2 separate regions of the Gossypium hirsutum genome follow, and region 2 is linked to region 1. A link is a contact called in public Hi-C data. All regions are on one chromosome and are shown on one strand. Each heading gives the region's core, a stretch centred on a gene start, on an enhancer-like site or on the middle of the called end of the contact. The rest is flanking DNA. Distances are from core to core; before and after follow the strand shown.

Region 1 (4,173 bases), core at 361-2,860:
ATTATGGTTCAAACCATCAAAGTGAAGAGAACATGGAAATGCAATACACCAAACTCGTTATGAACCTAATTAATTCATCTTAAACATAGTTTCACCGTTAAACAGACTTTTCCTGTATCATTAGCATTTGATTGATTGCATAAAAGGTTCTCAAGAAGCACGCATTGAAGATCAAGGAATAAAGTAAAATCAAAACTGGAGAAATTGGCAAGTATATTTTGCTCCACAGTAGAAAACAACTTACTGGAAAACAATCTAATCTAAATATTCCAACTATAAAATGCAGGAGGGGTCCTGCCAATCATGTTATTTCAACTAATAAAATGTTCATCTACCTCTTGTTTTAAGGATAATAAAAAAACCAACTGAAAGAAAGTCGTCATAGAATCTGTATCTCCACTTTTCGACCACTGATCAGCAAATTCTATTCGACAAGGGTTTGGTGATCACCTCTCAAAATAAAATTCATCACTTCATGTAGTCTAAAACATGGTATCACCATTCATAGTAGAACATCCAATGCTAAAATTTAGCAGAAGAGCTGAATGACCATTCTAACAAATCATATTCATCGATAAAAAATTAAAGAGACAAATTGGGAGTAAGGGATTTAATTTTAATGACTAGAAAAGGTAACTTGGGGATTATAAGGTTTTAATTCACCATGATCTATTTAGTATCTTTTATTCATTCAACTATAGTATCTCAAATCAGAATAAAAGAACTTAGATTAAAACAGAGACAAAAAAGCCAACACCCAGAAAACAGACAATCAGTAAAAGAAAACAAATTTATCTCAAACATGAAAATTCCCATAGCCCAATCATCGATTTTTTAATAAGAAAAAAAGTAATTAAATTAAGTAAAAGAAACAATTTACCAGGAATATCCTTTCGAGGCGAAGGAGGGGGGGCCATGGCGTAACAAAGAATAGAACGACCTAACATGGAAATCACGGAAACAATCCCAGCAACGTAAAATACCATGAACAAGCCAATAACCCAAGGCATCAACAAGAAACCTATAAAGAAAGTAACCGATCCACACAACATCAACGAAACCGATATCCCTAGCATCAGCCAAGCGTATCCCGCCGGAGATATCGTCGTCGTCGACAAGTATTGGGGGTGAGACCTCCACCCCGGCACCGGAGATTCGTCGGCGAAAGGTATCGGCGGCGATCGTATAAGATTCAGAACCAGCGCCGACAGCTCGTGGAAAACCCTTGATTGCTGATCCTGATGTCGATGATTTTCCTCTTGTCTTCTCATCATTCTTTTTCTCAGGCAAAATCCAATTGAAAATTGGAAGATGAAAAATTTCCTAAACCCTATTATCCGAAGAAAAAATTAAAAAGATTTTGAGATATTTTTTCTAAAAACGAGGCGAATGGATAAACCCAGGGACAGTTATCAAAACCACAGTTTGATTGGAGAATAATTAACAACTAGAGAGTTCGGATAGCCAAACAATTGTTTGTTTCTCTGGAAATTATAGAGGGAAAGTGAAAAAGGAAGAGACGCGGCGGTGCTTTTATTCCGATTAATTGGAATTTTCGTAAACCAAAAACAAAATAAATAGAACAGTAAACAACTCTTTTTGGATGACAAGTAATCATGAGCGCGTGTATTGAAATTGCTTTTATGGATGAGAGCAGACGTGGAAATCTTAGGTGGGGACAGCTGACGTAAGCCTTATCCTTTTATTTTGAAGCTTGAGTTTAGCTGTTCCTGCTTTCATATCGATTATGCGCGTGGGCGTTGCTAATTTGATTGCATTATTTTCTTTGAGGATATATCATTTCTTTTTTCTACATTGTATATATATATTCTCGAACTAAACTTTTAAATCAAAAATAATATCTTCTTTTATTTCCCTCAATTTTTTTTCTTCAATCTTATATATATTTTTAGTAGATAAAACAAAGCTTAGAAAATTAAATTATATTGATTAGTTTGAACAACTCTTTAGACTTATCATTAATAAGGTTTTCAATTAAATTGGAAGGGATTTTTGCTATCACATTGATACCCTCTAAATCACTTTAGACCATTTTTATAATTTAATTTGTAATCTAATTAGTTTCCCTAGGAACATATGATACCACTTAATACTCATTATTCTTTAGCAATTGATGAATACGTCTTACTAGTGATGACGTCGAAAAATTTGAATTTCTAATATGCAAACTATAAACCATCTTTAAACTATCAGATTAAATCAAAATCTTGTTTAAACCTCAGTTTTGTAAAAATATCAACCAACTTAAAATATTTCATAGTTTAACGTCAAAAATTGAACAAGTGCCCAAACAACAATTATAACCCACAACTCATTCCCCCAAGTGATTTCGCTGTTGAAAAGTCAATTAAGGGGGTGTTGAAAAGTCAAAAATGGGAGGTGCAATTGGCACCGAAAGAAAAAGTGATAGGCAAGTTGTTTAAAGTTGAATGGGATAATTGCAATTTTGGTCCCTAATTTTTTAGGCCATTTGCAAGTTGGTCCCTGAACCTCAACTATAAATAGGCCTAATCATTTTTCATTTCAACCATCCCAACCAATCTTTCTCTCTTAGTTTTCTGTCTTCTCCCATTTGAGAATTCTTAAGGAATTCTATTTGTTTGTAATATTTTGAAGATAGTAAAGTTATCATCTGGTGTTAGTGCCCGAGGACGTAGGTATAATTTATCGAACCTCGTTAAAACTCTTGTGTTCTTTCTTGTCCTATTTTTCTTTCAATATTTGAGGGTATAATAGTAGTATTTAATTGTGCTATTAAATTACTATAGAAGGGATATTCTGACTAAGGAAAGACTTGGTATTTAAGAGATCCATGTGATCCACCTCTCGTCCTTGGGAATTAAACTTTGTGTGATTTTTTAGTACAATAATTTACACGCTTCCGACCCTATTGGAATAACAAGTGGTATCAGAGCCGAAGGTTAATCGTAGTATGCTCTGTGGTTGCAGTTTAAACTGATCTTCCACATCAGAAAAGATTTCCTTAGGTATATTGAAAGATTATGGAGAAAACGGTCGGTGTAGGAGCTTCAACATCGTCCATGTGGACAAGACCAATAATTGCAAATGCAAGATTGGCCGTAGAGATCTTTGATGGCACGGGCCATTTTGGTATGTGGCAAAGTGAGGTTCTAGATGCCCTTTTTCAACAAGGTCTAGACATTGCCATTGATGAAGAGAAACCAGATGATGTACAGGAGAAAGATTGGAAGGCGATCAATCGGTTGGCATGTGGCACAATTCGATCATGCCTTTCTCGAGAGCAGAGGTATGCTTTTTCAAAGGAAACTTCTGCAAATAAGTTGTGGGTGACACTTGAAGAAATTTTTTTGAAGAAAAACAGTCAAAATAAGCTCCACTTGAAGAAAAGACTGTTTCGCTTCACTTACGTCCCAAGTACCACAATGAATGATCACATCACCAAATTTAATCAGTTAGTCACTGATTTGCTAAATACGGATGAGACATTCAAAGATGAAGATTTGGCTTTGATGCTGTTGGGGTCACTTTCTGAGGAGTTTGAGTTCCTAGAAACTACTCTACTTCATGGTAGGAGTGATATATCTCTGAGCGAAGTCTGTGCGGCCTTATACAGTTATGAACAGAGAAAGAAGGATAAACAGAAAAACTTAATCAAAGATACAGAAGCTTTAGTAGTCTGAGGTCGTTCATACACTCGGAAGAAAACTCAAAAAGGGAGATCAAAGTCAAAGTCCAAGTCCAGACTCGGGAAAGATGAATGTGCCTTTTGTCATGAGAAAGGCCACTGGAAGAAAAATTGTCCAAAGCTGAAGAATAAGGGAAAAGCTGTTGTAGATGCTTGTGTTGCAAAGCATGATACCAGTGACTCTGAACTATCACTGGTTGCATCATCATCGTCGTTCCATTCAGATGAGTGGATATTGGATTTGGGTTGTACCTATCATATGTCCCATAACCGGGAGTAGTTCTTTGATTTAGTAGAACTAAATGGAGGAGTTGTTTATATGGGCAATGACAATGCCTGTAAAACTGTTGGGATAGGTTCAATCCAATTAAAGAATCAAGATGGATCAACCAGAGTTCTGACTGATGTTCGGTACGTGCCCAGTTTGAAGAAAAATCTTATCTCATTGGGAGCCTTAGAATCCAATGGTTCAGTTGTTATTATGA
Region 2 (4,370 bases), core at 1,321-3,820, 130 kb after region 1:
ATATTTAGGTGCTCTACAACAAAACATAATAGAATTCAGACAACAAATAAAGCTCATGCTTAACAAAACATGCTAGGCAGCTACTATTTGATAAACAAAACCGTGAGTCAGAAATTTCACCGTAGAACTGCAATTTGGGGGCAAGAGAAAGCAAACAATCAAATCCCAATCAAAAGTGCTGCAGTGCAAAATAATTTGAGTAAAAATAAACAAAAACTATGACGGTAACAGTAAGTTGATACAAGAGGTTCCAAATAAATTTACCTGCTACACTGCTGGCAAAAGCGCTGTTCTTGACCCCTAATAGTAACTTTGGGGGTCTTAGAGTGGACTTCGCATACTTTATGGCGTCGATGGTAGTCCCTGCATTTGCTGAGGTCCGCAGTGCAACCATCAACCAAGCATGAAGGTACTTGGTTTCCGGTGGCAGGCGCCCGAGCTCTTTTAAACGAAGCAGATGACGATGATTCCATCCCTTAACTCCAAAATGCCAACCCCAAACCTGCTTAACCTAAACACCTACTGGATTTCAACAGCCTAATATCGCTGCAACACTCGGCTAGGCTAGCGCTAGCTTTCAACTCCTTTTCTATTTTTCTGCGTTTCAATTCTTCATTCCTATCAGTTAATCAAATCTTTGACCCTACTGACATAAAAAATACCTGATCCAATTACCAAAGGGTTCTTCATAATATAGCAGAAAACTAGAAGCAGACCAACAATTTCTGACTACAAACGCTGGCTTGCATAAGAATTACGGCATAAAAATTACATTTCAGGATTAATGTGTAAACAGATACTGGGGCAAACCTTTTACCTTTGAAGAAGAATTAGAGGAAGGGGATTGGGTTGGATTGGATGGAGGTCTCATAATATGAAGCATAGTACAAGTTATTCATCAATGATGGCCAAATCCAAGGTGTTGACAATTAAGGAGTTACCTTTTTCATAACTTAAAAATATAAATAAATAAATAAAAACACTTAGTAAAAAAAAATAAACACAAAACACAAATATAAACTATAAATGAACTATGAGAAATACAATTGGAATTTTGTAATATACAAAGAGATTAAAAACAGTCAGAGTGTTTAATTAATATTTAATAAATTGTTAAAAAATAAACAAGTAAGATAAAAAGATGTTTTTTTTTAAGATAAATGATAATTTCTAACTCTTGTAAATTTTTTGTAAAAATAAAACTTTACCACCACCAATATGTTAAATAAAAATCTTGAGATAAATTTTAAAAACACCAAAACGTTTAATTTGACTTGAATTTTCCATAGGTTTGAAATTCGAGAACATAATTTTAAAATTCTAACTATTAATTGTGTTTGTGATAAAGAGAAAGAGGGAGGGTAACTTGTAGCATAAAGACAGTACGGATATTTAATCAAGACTTTTTCATTTAATAAAGAAAAAAAGGGATCGGATTGCCCAGTTTTAAACTGTATGGTTAGAATTTATTAATTTATAAAATAAAAAAAAAAGGAACTTGTAAAAGTGAGCAAAGCAACCATTTCCAATAGAAGAAAGAGTGCGCAAGTAGTAGTATGGAGGAGTAGCAACAAATGAAAAGGAAAACAAAAAAGGCTAAACTCTAAAAGGGAAAGGGTGGGGGAGGCTGCCTTAATGGTCATTGCGCTCCAATAGTAAAGTCCCAACTTTTATTGTAGCTATAAACTTGTCAACATCATTGGAGTCAACACTCTTATTCCTACCACAAATTGCATGGAAGATATTTTTGGAAACAAAGAAAGGCCTTTCACCCCAAGTTTTTCAAATAAAATTCAATTGTTGAACTTTTAAAAAAGAAAATTAGTAGTAGACATGTATTATGTTTGAAGTGGAAGGACGACAAGCACATTGACTGAAAAAGAAAAGACCCCATATGGGTCCTTTCATTAGCAACCAGTAGGAGCTAAACAACTCCATAGTTTATAACCATAATAATAATTCGTATACTTACTGATACATCCAACTTGTATTGTTAGCATGAACTTTAAAAAAAAGAAAGATTAATGATGAAAAAGGGGTAAGTGAGAAGAATAAAAGGGTACCTGAGAGGAAGAATCTGATGTGGGTAAGGGGGCGCAGTGGCAGTTCTCAGATAAACCGTGAAAAGGAGAGGGAAAGTTGAAGTGAGGAATTTAGCAGGAAATGGAAAAACTTGGAAACTGTGGACTCCAAAAGTACTAAGAGAGAAGTGAAGTTACAAGAAAAGAAGAAGAAGACGTAGGCACGGATATGCTGACAACAGTTCCATCCCATCAAAAAAGAGAAGTGAATGAAAGACAGAGCAGAGAGGAAGAGGAAGAAAGCGAGAGGTGGTATATGAGGGAATTTATTGCTAGTAAAGAAGCGGGTAAGAAATGGATAATGTGTAATGGAGAGAGAGATGTAGGAATGAAATTAGTAAAAAAAAAAAAGAGATGCCGATGAAAAAGAAAGCGGGGTTCAACGTTGAGCTTTCCAATTCTCTTTCCTTCCTTTTTAGGCTTTAATGCCTCGAAACCAGTTTGGATTTTAAAATATAAAATAAATCCTCTATTTAAATAAAAAAGGAGTGGCCAGGAAGGGTATAGCGTACTTGCTTTCAACTTTTAAATACAGAAATCCAAAGAACGGTAGAAAGGGGAAGTTGGGAACCAAGGTTGTTAGTAGTTAGTAATCGGTACTAGTTAGCTATTGGTTTTAAGGTGTGTTTTGATTAGAGGTGTGCATGGGCCGGGCGGCCCGGCCCGAAGGGCCACTCAAAAAATGAGAGAGTTTAGGTAAAAATATAAGCCCGAAAAATGGGCTTGGACAAAAAACGAGGCCCGTTTAGAAAACGGCCCGGCCCGATTTTAATATTAAATTATTTTAAAATTTTTTATTTTTAATTTTAAATAACTTTAGTACTTTTACTTTACTTTTTTTGTTGTTTTGATGTTATTTTGATATTGTAAAACTTTTGTTATTAATATAATTTAATTCTTAATTTAGTTTTAATTTGTTTCAATTTTTCAATTTTAATATAAATACTTTTTATTATATTTTTAATTTATGTATTATTTTAATAATTATTTTAGTCCCATTATTTATTTATTTTTTGTTTTAATATTTGTTTTTATGTTTTAAATGTATTTAATTTATTATATTTTAAAGTTTTTTATTTAATAAAAAAAGCAAAAAAAAATTAATATGACCGGGCCGGGCCTACCATTTTTTTCTCAGGCCGGGCTTGGACAAATTTTTAGGCCCATATTTCGGGCAGGGCCGGGCCCAGGCCTTGAAAAAGGGCAAAAAATTTTTATGGGCCCGGCCCGACCCGGCCCATGCACACCTCTAGTTTTGATCTTTTATTTTTATTTTTATCAACATTTTTTTATATTTTTAGTTTTTTTTTTGTTTTTAAATTAAAAATTTAGCAATTAACTATCAAATTTATAAAATTTTGATAAAAATATTAAATATGTTTTTAGAAGATAATAATACATTCAAAAAAATATTTACTTCTTTGTAAAAAAAATGATGTAAAAGTTCGAATCCAGTTAAGAATAACACTAACTCAATCTAAATTTTAAATATTGATATAAATATAAATATACCTTAATTACATACATACAAAAATATTTATGTACAACCATATCTTTTGAAATTACTAATTAGGTTAAATATAGGAATAATTCTCAAAATTATACATGAACTATGATTTAGTATGTAATTTTATACATGAAATTTTGATTTGATCCAATTCTTGTAAATTATTAACACAATTATTGATACAACATCATTTTATATTTATATATTGCATGCATAAATAATTATATTTATCCAATATAAAAATAAATTGATGTATTTATTTCTTTAAATGTGTATGATTAAATCAAAATTAAAGTTTCAAGTATACATTTGAACCACAATTAAAATTTCACGTGTATAATTATACATTAAATTAAAATTTTTGTATAATTTTAAGATTTATCTCATTAAATATTTGAAATCTTTAATTTTTTAATGGTTTTGAATATGTAAATGCATGTAATACTTCGACTTGTATATTCTAATTATTATCTATATAGATTTTATAGTGGCTTTTGATATCATTTCACCAACATTTAATATTTCAATTTATTTTATTTTTGTGAATAACAAATTTCAATATCTGAATCTAGTGGTAAACTTTGAGACTAAGTTCAGGGGGCTTTAGGGCCCTTTGGATGGGCGGTGTGTTTACCTGCTATTAATATAAAAATAATGGTAGCGATGAAATTAAATACTGTAGTGTAAGATAAAAGAAAACTAGACGCACCGTACTGAAGATAAATGCCCATTCAAAGGGACCTTTAGTAAAATTTTCAAAAAATTTAAGAGTTGAATGAGAA

Evidence for each region. A called contact is a pair of places that touch in the nucleus more often than the background predicts.
Region 2: a contact with region 1 is called in a Hi-C map of leaf, with 2.6 times the contacts expected there. The contact joins the promoter of LOC107934496 here to the promoter of LOC107934512 in region 1. A contact is called at or near these places in 2 of 34 Hi-C or Micro-C datasets (leaf and petal).

The regions. Positions count from the first base shown.
Region 1 is chrA12:91,405,207-91,409,379 of Gossypium_hirsutum_v2.1, forward strand. LOC107934512 reads right to left here and starts at 1,611. Exons shown (of 2, transcript XM_016866957.2): 1 at 881-1,611. The coding sequence starts at 1,274.
Region 2 is chrA12:91,533,753-91,538,122 of Gossypium_hirsutum_v2.1, forward strand. LOC107934496 (squamosa promoter-binding-like protein 16) reads right to left here and starts at 2,571. Exons shown (of 4, transcript XM_016866940.2): 1 at 2,064-2,571; 2 at 265-643. The coding sequence starts at 473.